Regions from separate parts of the Mus musculus genome. Here all the other regions are linked to region 1. A link is a contact called in public HiChIP or PLAC-seq data. All regions are on one chromosome and are shown on one strand. Each heading gives the region's core, a stretch centred on a gene start, on an enhancer-like site or on the middle of the called end of the contact. The rest is flanking DNA. Distances are from core to core; before and after follow the strand shown.

Evidence for each region. HiChIP or PLAC-seq counts read pairs in DNA pulled down with a chosen protein or histone mark.
Region 2: a CTCF HiChIP or PLAC-seq map of the NIH/3T3 cell line shows a contact between it and region 1, with 5 read pairs. The contact joins two enhancer-like sites. A contact is called at or near these places in 1 of 15 datasets of contacts at CTCF or cohesin (the NIH/3T3 cell line) and 1 of 484 Hi-C or Micro-C datasets (uterus).
Region 3: a FOXA1 HiChIP or PLAC-seq map of pancreatic cancer cells shows a contact between it and region 1. The contact joins two enhancer-like sites. A contact is called at or near these places in 1 of 484 Hi-C or Micro-C datasets (nephron progenitors) and 1 of 115 datasets of contacts at active chromatin or transcription factors (pancreatic cancer cells).
Region 4: a FOXA1 HiChIP or PLAC-seq map of pancreatic cancer cells shows a contact between it and region 1. The contact joins two enhancer-like sites. A contact is called at or near these places in 1 of 484 Hi-C or Micro-C datasets (embryonic fibroblasts) and 1 of 115 datasets of contacts at active chromatin or transcription factors (pancreatic cancer cells).

The regions. Positions count from the first base shown.
Region 1 is chr15:62,499,947-62,502,458 of GRCm38.p6, reverse strand. No RefSeq gene overlaps it. Among named protein-coding and RNA genes, the nearest start is that of Gm41333, 170 kb to the left of the region's middle. Within about 2 kb of position 1,253, at least 61 of the 459 cell types and tissues checked have an H3K27ac peak or open chromatin away from gene starts, as enhancers often do. A contact at or near this core is called in the NIH/3T3 cell line, embryonic fibroblasts and pancreatic cancer cells, where this site is marked.
Region 2 is chr15:62,961,610-62,964,121 of GRCm38.p6, reverse strand. No RefSeq gene overlaps it. Among named protein-coding and RNA genes, the nearest start is that of Gm30113, 8.6 kb to the right of the region's middle. Within about 2 kb of position 1,256, at least 11 of the 459 cell types and tissues checked have an H3K27ac peak or open chromatin away from gene starts, as enhancers often do. A contact at or near this core is called in the NIH/3T3 cell line, where this site is marked.
Region 3 is chr15:62,117,932-62,120,443 of GRCm38.p6, reverse strand. The region is part of intron 1 of Pvt1 (Pvt1 oncogene); the gene reads right to left. Among named protein-coding and RNA genes, the nearest start is that of Pvt1, 81 kb to the right of the region's middle. Within about 2 kb of position 1,258, at least 64 of the 459 cell types and tissues checked have an H3K27ac peak or open chromatin away from gene starts, as enhancers often do. A contact at or near this core is called in pancreatic cancer cells, where this site is marked.
Region 4 is chr15:62,138,018-62,140,529 of GRCm38.p6, reverse strand. The region is part of intron 1 of Pvt1 (Pvt1 oncogene); the gene reads right to left. Among named protein-coding and RNA genes, the nearest start is that of Pvt1, 100 kb to the right of the region's middle. Within about 2 kb of position 1,254, at least 73 of the 459 cell types and tissues checked have an H3K27ac peak or open chromatin away from gene starts, as enhancers often do. A contact at or near this core is called in embryonic fibroblasts and pancreatic cancer cells, where this site is marked.

The DNA.
Region 1 (2,512 bases), core at 4-2,503:
TCAGGAGGTAATTAAGTTTGAGCAAAGTCAACTGGGTCCTGATCTAAGTGAACTACTACTCTTATGCCAAACACCAGAGGAAAGACAATAAGAAAACAAAAGAAGGGCATTGTCTACCCATTAAAAAAAAAAATCCTATAGACACCTTATCTTGAAGATCAAGTTTCAAAAATTGTAAAATAATACATTTTCAAGTTTATGCTAACATATTTATAGAGTTTTATTACACCAGACCTGCACTAACAAAGTGTATGATAGAAATCTTTAGCTGCATAACATGGTCATAGAAAGTGATAGGGGAAAAAAAAGAGAGGTTCATATCAAGATGTCTGCTCAGCAGAAAACCTAAGGACTGGAACATAGGAACCCCATAGTCCCCAGCTGTTCCGTCATCAGAGTTCTTCTAGCACGCAGAGTGAAACTCACACTCGTGGGCTATTTCCACCTAGATCCTGCGGGCTACATATATATTAAAACCAAAGGGTCCCTTTATAGCTGGACTCTGACCAGAATCATTATTCTGTGTTTTATCACCTGCCTAGCAGAGACCCAAGAAATAATGTTCTATGGCTTGTGGCTCAATGGACTCCTCTTGCTTTCCTCATGGCCTTCTCTAGGGATAGCACTCCCTTCACAGCGTGATAAGCTTCTTCTATTTCTTCTCATCCTCCATCAACATTTCCCCCCAAAAAATGTCTCTTGCTCTATTTAACTCTATCTTAGCTCTGCATGAGCTATTCTGAGCGAGCTGAATATAGGGGCTTTGTATAGAAGCTTCCTATTGGGGCTTCTTTTATAATCATCACCTGGATATATTGTCCTAGCAACCTGAAGAGGAAATGTTTTATTCCCATGTTCTAGAACAAGAAAGTAACATGATGGAGAAGAGGGGCTTGTGCCAACATACAACAGCTGGTAATGATGAAGCCACATCCTGTCTTCTAAAGCAAAGCATCCATTTTTGTGCCTGCCTCCAGTACTTAGGAAGACTTCATTCCCCTACCCCTCCAAGCCCTTCTGCCCCTGCTTGTAAGCAGTTCTTTTGAACCTAATGGGGCTCTCATCAGGTTTCTGAAGTCACCTCTGGAGAGGAGGCTGTCAAAGTTTCAACATAAAACCTGAAACATGATCTTTATGGGGAGAAATGAGAAACCTGTTAAGGAAGCTGGGGGGGAGGGGGTACGGTGTAGATGAGCAAGGTGTCCTGCAAGTGGACCCAGCAGGCCAGTCATAACTCAGGAATGCATCGCCTCATTTATCCCCTGACCAGGAGTCCACCGGGAGCTATTGCATAAGATGAGAGCATGGTCACTAGTTACCATGTGACTAGCAATCATAGATGCATGACAAAGCAGAGAGGAATGCAGCATTTGGCACACCGTTTAGAGGACAATAAACAGGTCCTAGTGAACTTGTGCATGCTCAAAAAGCACCCAGCAACTTGGTTAAAATGGGCAAGTCTAGACTATATCTCCTCCCTGTTAGCATGCTTGCTTCTACCCCTGAAAGGTCAAAGAAGGAACTCACTCATTAGTTTTCACTGCTTTAGGACTTAACATACTATTGCTAGAAGAAGCAAGTTAAAATCAAGTCACAAAGAATTTATTTGATCACCTATTGTGCTGTCATGCTGGGTACCAAATACACGATTGAAGTAAGACTTAAGCCTTAGGAAGCTTCACTATCTGAAGATAAACAGTCTCATTAGTAGTGACTAGTGTTTGGCAGGTTAAGGACAAAGGTTCTAGAAGGATCATATCCCAGTAATAATTACTATAGTTGTTGACCTATGAACCTAAGCACTTCCTAGCCTCTCTCAGGTCTTTTGTCTTCTGCCTCCTTCCAAGCCTACTTTCATTCTTATATTGTACTGGCGGAGCACTAACAAAGTCTTTGTCATCTCCTTGATCTAAGCACATACACCCTCATCATGTTTACATTCCCATCTCTAACTGGTTTCCAATGCATGGTCTTTACTGACAGTAAGTGTTCTAAAATAAACCATAATGTAGTAGAATGTACTACTATGACTGAGTAAAATCTTAGCTGGTTTTCTTTCTTTTCCTTTTTTAATGTTTTTAAGAGTCTTACATAACACATGTTGGTGTCAAATTCACTGTGCAACAGAGGTGATACTCAAACTCCTGATCCTCTTGCCTTTATCTTCCAGGTGCTAGAATTCTACGTGTGTGCTTACTGTGCTTAGCTAATTAAAAGCCCCCATTATCCTGACTGTACAGGTAAGGAAAGTAGACATATACAGACTTCTTACATTACTCAGCATCATGCTCCAAGAAGTCCAAACTTTAGGTCATTTCACTCCTAATGGAACCCAGAAAACAATGACTGAAGGTATGACTGTACAAGGCCAGACTATAGACTGGAAAATGTGCCTCTTTAGCAGTAGGATTATTTTGAGCTTGTTATTTTAAAGCATATAGACATGAGAGTAGTTCTTTAAAAAGTAGCTGCCTTCTTATAAGAAGAGCCACATCTATAGAGGAAGTTAACT
Region 2 (2,512 bases), core at 7-2,506, 460 kb before region 1:
CAGAATGCCTCTCATATACCATGGAACAGACCACTTCCAGCTTGTTGTTTGTGCCCTGCTTCTCTAGTTCCAAAGCCTTTTCTGTATTGTTAAATATTTTTATTCCAACAACCACACACTGTACTAATGGTTCCCAATTTAGTCAAGTATCTGCTGCTATAACAAAATATACCAGAAGTTCAATGCTTCTGGTAAGTTCAATCTAAATGAAGTAATTTTATTTGATTTATGGTTTCAGAGGTAAAAGTTTAAGATAACCAATCTACCTTATTTGTCTGGGCTTTGGTGAGGGGCACATTGATTTTTTTCACAACATAAAGAAGACTCTGAAAGGGACATTGAGTATGTGTAAAACGGATCATATGTAGGAGTGAAGATTTTATCCCAACTTGCAATTATGAGAAATCACCATATGAGACTAACAGGTATCCCTTAAGAAGTGATTTAATAACTACCTGAAGTCCCGATCTATTATAATTTCCATAGCAGTCCAACTTCGCTACGTGAATCTCTGGAAAATATTCAGGCCAGATCTAGATCATGGCAATAGTATAAAATGGATCTTCAATATTATCCAAACTACTAACCAAATGTGTATATTAATTTCAAAACTGGAATTGGCTGTAGAGTAAGAGGTGTTATTAACAGAGGTTTATCTTTAGGAAATTCTTTGGCTGGATATTTACAACTTAAACTATGCATGTGTTATTTACTTCAATTCAGTAGAAATCAGGGCTGAGTGTAGGAAATTATGATCTACTACTCTCAGTATTTGTATTTATTGTCTGTCTCCCATCCGTTTTCACTCAGACGCCAAGCTTTAGCATTTTGAGGGATGTTATATGACAAATGACTATCGTGATGATCTCTTGTTTAAACTAGCAGCCTGCTTCAATTGTAACAGCTTCATCACAGACTAAAGTGGAATGATGTGAGCACCCAAAGGTGGGGGGCAAATCTTGCCATTTGATGTGTTCTGGTACAGTGACTTTTAACGAGTCCAAATGTCACACCTGGTTCAGTAACTTTTCATGGTTCCCATAATCCATGAATCATGCCATCACTGAATTACTTTTAGGGGAAATAACTTGGGAAAGAGCATATGTTTTGAAAGTTGTTAAAAAGGAAACTGTTCACATAAATATGTACAGGGGAAGATGAACATATGGAAATTTTCATGGTGTGTTTTCCTCTAGAGTAAATGCAAAGGAATGTAAAACCACAGAGATTCTTTTCCCGGGGTTTCAGAGAGTGATAGCAGAAGTCTTTAAAAGACACGTAATGTAGTCATGTTTGGAAACGGCTGATTCATAAAAAAGCGGTGTAGCATACGGCTATCTTTTTGAAGCACTCAGGAAACTTCAGCTTTCTTTTATAAGAATATGAATAAGACTTTAGCCACATGGGAAGTGAGACAATGCTATTTTGCTAGTAATTTTTCATTTAATGAAAAAATCTGATGAAAAATACACATTGTTCTTCATCTTCCCACCTATGGACATCCAGCTCACTCTTCTGTGTAGGCAGTGGATTTCATCTCCCTAAAGTTTCCTCAGATGTCCTCTGCTTCATTTGACTTCACTGTTCCATAAACCTAAAGGAATGCATTTTTGTATTATACAGTTTTCCATTTGTTTCAAACATATCCTGTATGAAGCTGGGGCCATATCCTTTCAGACTACCAAGTCCCAAAAGGCAAACATGAACAGACATTCTTAGTGTCCAGCTCAATCTTGACCACACTAAAGAGGCTTTAAAATACAGGAAATAATCCACTTAACAGTTGAGCTCACTTAAATATATCTCCTTCAGTCAAGGGCAAACACTTCATATGCAAAATAAAATGAATTGCCATTTGTTAAGCCTTTGGGTTCAATCAGACTTAATGCTTTAAAAACAATTTATGTTATGTATTCTCAGGAGCCTGAGCAATGCATCCTCATTTGATGTCTAAGCAATTGAGATTCAAATATGGTGAGTTGTTTGCTTACGAATAAATGGCTAGGCTGAGGAGGTGGCTCAGCAGTTAAGAGCACTAACTGCTCTTCCAAAGGTCCTGAGTTCTATTCCCAGCAACCACATGGTGGCTCACAAACAATGTAATGGGATCCAATGCCCTCTTCTGGTGTGTCTGAAGACAGGTACAATGTAGTCATATAAATACAATTAATCTTAAAAAAAAAAAGAACATGTGTTTTCTTTTTAAAAAGAACAAAAAGAATAAATTGCTATTAAATACAACATTTGCCTTGTATATGCATGTATACATACACAGACACATGCACACATATGGAAACAACTGCACACACACACACACACACACACACACACATATATATATTCTCATATGTGTATATGTGTGTGTGTGTGTGTCTATGTATATATGGAAACAATAACAAAATCTACCACTTCAGTGTTTTCTTTGCTTCAAAGTCAATAAGAAGCCTTTCCTGACTTTCTTGTAGATAGAGAAGGAAGAATTCTGCCCATCCTCTGGTGACTAGACAGGACT
Region 3 (2,512 bases), core at 9-2,508, 380 kb after region 1:
TTATAAACATGTCTTCCATGCTCAGAACTACAGTGAAAGGTCCCATCCTGTGTGCATCTACTGAGTGCTTCAGTGATCAGCTGTCCCTCACCCCACAGAGATCCCTGCACATATTGAACTTGTTTGTGCCTGCATCTCCTCCATGGTCCTTGAACCAATCTCCTAAATTAGCTTGGAGAATAAAGAATCTAGACTCCTATGCTACCAGAGCACAAGCTACAAATGGCCAGGTTAGGTTCACTCTGCCTTCATCCCATGCCCCACACCCACACATCTCTGCAAATACCTTCATAACTACATGGCTGCTTTTTCATTGAATTTGAGGAGCAGGAGGTAGGACTTTTGGGAATGATCCTATGAATACAGGGGCAGCAGCCACTTATTCCCTCAGTGGTACTCTGGATCAGAAACAGCCGCAGAGAGGAAGAAGAAAAGGAAGAGATGGCCTGTGTAGTCTAGTACACACTCATATACACTTAAAAGTGTCAAACAGGGCTCTGGAGAGTTCTTTGGCAAACATGAACTCACCCCAGATAAATGGCTCTGAATAGGCAGTGGATCCAAAGCTACCACTTCTCCCCGGAAATGTTCAGTCTCATGGGAGAGACAGGACACCTCAAAGAAAAGGACACAGTGGCCGTGAGCTGAGAGGCAGAGCAGCTGAGTCTGTCAAGGAAGCCAGAAGGGGATTTACAGACACTGTGGCAGGTGTGAAACCAAGATCAGGTGGAGACGGGGATCAGCTGGAAGAGTCAGGAAACTAGCCGAACAGTCTGCTGGATGGCAGCTTTGGTGATGAGGCTGGTGTACCTCTGAGACAGCGTTCCTTACTTCTTCACTGGGACACTGACGGTGGTGGCCTCTTCTACTACACCTCAAGGAGTCTTTCCAAGAGTTGTAACACACTGCAGCCCTCCAAAATAGAGTGTCCCATCGGAAGTCCCATGAAGGGTTAAGAAATGGATGTGGGAAGATGGAGAAGGCAATTGCATCCATGCCCCTAACAGACCAGCCTCCGAAAAACATGAAGCCCTAGATGCCAGAGAATGACTGTGCCCTGTAGATTTGTACTAAGCTTTCACCTCGATATATCACCCAAAGAAAGAAAACTGGGAGGGGGGTGCGAATTCCAAAAAGATGACGCAGCCCTAAAAATCAAGATAGAGAATGCCCCGAGCAACTCATAGCACGGAATAACTGAAATGGAATTTCCTCCCCGTCAGTGGAAGGCACAGGTTCTCAACTCCAGCGAGGGGGGCCCCGGAGCCAGCCATGTGAATCAGCTCCTTGTTTGCAGTTCCAGGGAACCAGAGTCAGGAAGGGGCTGGGTGTGGAATGTGTACTTTCTTCAGCTATCACTCTCCCCCCACACACACACACCCCTCCCCTTCTGTTTACACCCTCAGTAAGACTGCGGCTTGGGCTACCCCACATGTAGAATCGCTGAGGTGATCATTCAAAAGAAGTCCTTCTGGGCTGGGAAGTAACTCAGTACAAAATCCAGAAGAACTGGATTCGATGCATAGCACCTAATAAAACCAGACTATGTGGTGCAAACTTGTGATCACAGCAACCAGGAGATAGAGGCTGAAGCTTAGAGTCATTCTCTGCTGTCCATTAAGTTTGAGGCTAGCCTGTGGTACCTGAGACCCTGTCTCAAGTGGGATGGGTTGGTGGGGGGGGGGGGGGACTAGACAGGGTGCTGATTTAAACTGGTGAGGATTTAGTAGGAAAATGCCAGAACTTTCTGGCTTCCTCTCCTCAATCTGATCATTGGAGGCGCCATGTAATCAGCTAGGAATCCAGGAAAAACGGTCTGAACTAGAGAGCAAGGAGCAAGCTTCCTCTTCCACCAGCCCTGCCTGTCACACCTGCATTCACTGTCCCCTAGCAGACAAAAAGGCACAGCCTCCAGTCATCCTCCTGAGCACTGGCTGGCTTAGGTTTATGACTTCCAGAGACTGCGGGAGAGCAGTGACTATAAACAGAAAAGGCCCTGTCACTTCCACAGGCTTCAGGTATCCAGCCTCTTGCTGGTAGTCAGAGTGTCTTCTGAGGGCCCTTGATGTCTGAATCTGCAGGAAGCAGCAACCTGCCACCTACGGACTAAACGTGGACACTTGTTGGGTAGCAAGCAGATGATGGAGAAAGGTGTGTCCAGAAGCCCCAGGGAAGGGATCCCATCTTAGAGTGCGTGCTAGCTGGGGACTGGACCCCTCCCATCTTCCATTTCAACACTTGCAGGATGACGATTATACAGCTTTTTCACCTTTGGAACTGCTAGGAAAATTAAATCGAACACTGGCACATTGGGAATGTCCAATAAAGTAGAACATGTAAAATCCTGGACGTTGGTGTCCACCCAGACACCATGCCATTTGATATATATGTGAGAACCGGGTTCACATCAGCCCACAGAAGCATCAGGAAGGCATTGGCTTCATCAGACAACAAAACTAAGCCACTTTCCTCAGTCTTACATGGGAAGCAGAGGGCATCAGATATGTCAGTT
Region 4 (2,512 bases), core at 5-2,504, 360 kb after region 1:
ATGCCTACCTTGGGGTTCAGCACACAACAGATACTGTCTAGAAATATCTAGAATAGAAAAATTGAAATATAGAATAACTAGAATAGAGAATAGAATATCTAGAATAGAAAAGACTGACATGTGTACACATGCATACACAGACAGACAGACAGACAGACACAGAGACAGACAGACAGAGATACACCTAGCTGGCCTCTCTGAATAGGCATCAAATTAACCTGTAGAAGAACAGTGAAGACAGGTGAATGTGCTGCTGTCCATGCAATCAACGAGCTAATAGGCACCCCTGCTTACTTCCTTCTTATTGGGGAGGGGGTGGGGGAGACTTAAATGAAGAAAAGAAAATTTAAATAGGGACAGTTGGATCCCAGCATATGCAGCATATGCAGAAGCAACAGCAGCACAAACAGAACAAAACTCCAGCCCTGCCTGCCCCAGAAGTGACTGTCAGTCAGTCCTACCCCAGCACTGCTTCTCCAGGGAGCAGCTGGCAAGCCACCATCACGAAGCCAGCAGTCTGTATGTTGCAGGCCCACAAATCCCAGCTCTCAGGATACGAAGCAGGGAGGATCATTTCACAGTTATCCCTCGACTACACAGTGAGTTTGAGGCCAGCCTAGGTGACACGAGATAGGGTCTCTGAAACATAAAATGAATTGAAAATCACTTTAACTTTCCCCACATCCCTCAAGAATAGATTCTCCCTCCCAAGAAGGGAGTCCCCATAATTTCAGGAAGCATCTAAAGACTTTTAAACCTTACAGAGCTCGTAAAGACAATAGTCCAGAATTTCCAGCTCAAAGCTTGGGAGAAACATTTGCATTTGTCTTTTCCTCAATTGAAATTCTCAAGGTAACTGAACCAAGGCTGCTCATCTCTCCTCTCTTTCTCTAGAATGCCCATCGTGACGGCTCAGGGGCACCCTCAGGCAGCTTCCCTGCCACTCAGATCTCAGACACCCGAAGCAGCACAGGGAGGTGGTATTCCTAGGAAATCTGTGTGACAGAAGCAGGAAGCAGGGCAAAGTGGCCCTGCCGAGTTTTCCAGAGGAAATGAGTCAAGGGGTGTTATGCAGTCACACATGGCCAGGCGAGGAAACGGCATTGTCTGGGGACCAGCACACAGAGCCTTATATAAGGGGCACCCTCTCACTTTCTGGCTGTGGCCGTATTTGGGGATTGGCAGACCCATGAGAAGGGGCACCTCTGGCCTATGTAAACAAGAGCTGCATTAGGGTGGCAGGCAGAGGTCTGGGTGTGGATTCTCACTGGCTCAATGCTAGGGAGGAAACTGACTCACATGTCTTCATGCTGAGCCACACACTGGTTAGGCTGCTGCTCTGAGGACAGACTACCAGTCTCCATCTGCACAAAGTATGCCTTCAATACATGCCAATCTGGGTCCTAAGGAAAAAACACGGTGCCACCCTATCACAGACAGAGAAGTAAAGCAGAAAGACACAGGGTCCTAAGGCTGCAGGAAAGTCTGGCCAGGGGTCCCTGGCAGTGTAGGAGAGGAAAACAAATGGCTGGAGTTCACAAGACATCTTCGAAATGAGCACACCTTCTCACAGAAATGAGACATCTTCGAAATGCCCCACAAGCAGCAAGCACAGAGAGACAGGAAGTCAGAAACACAGCAATCCTGCTGCATGAACCAGAGTGGCCCCTTACCACATTGAGCAGATTCTACAAATCCAACGGAATCAATTCAGTGGATGCAGCCCTTGATATAGTACAGAAGAGGAGAGAGAATCAGCTGCAAAGAAAGGGATTCTCTGGAAGGCCGCACGTGCAGACCAGCTTTGCAGCGCCCACACATACATGTGCAAACACATACACCTTCTTTTCAAAAGCTGAAGCCAGGTCTCTGGCTGAACTCAATCCTCCATGGACTTTGAAGAATCAGCATTGAAGCCGCACAGTGCTTGTGTGCGCCTTTAATCCCAGCACTGGGGAGGCAGGGGCAGGTGCATCTCTTGAGTTTGAGGCCAGCCTGCTCTACAGAGGGAGTTCCAGGACAGTCAGAGCTACACAAAGAAACCCTGTCTCAGAAAGAAAGAAAGAAAGAAAGAAAGAAAGAAAGAAAGAAAGAAAGAAAGAAAGAAAGAAAGAAAGAAAGAAAGAAAGAAAGAAAGAGGGAGGGAGGGAGGGAGGGAGGTAGGGAGGGAGGGAGGGAGGGAGGGAGGGAGGGAGGGAAGGAGGGAAGGAAGGAAGGAAGGAAGGAAGGAAGGAAGGAAGGAAGGAAGGAAGGAAGGAAAAGAAAAACAAACAAACAAAAAAATCAGAATTGAAGCCAGGTTTGTTTGAGGTTTCATCAAAGGGAAAAAAAATTCAGAGAGTTTTAGAAAGTTGGAGGTGCAGGACAAAATATTTGGTCCCTGTGTCATGTTAGCAGAGAACCTGACCTCATGCCTCATCACTCCTGTGTGCTGTGTATGAGTTTCCCACCTCAAGGACCCTGGGAGAAGTCTACTTCAAGGTAAAATCTAAGGCAGACACTGATGTGTAAC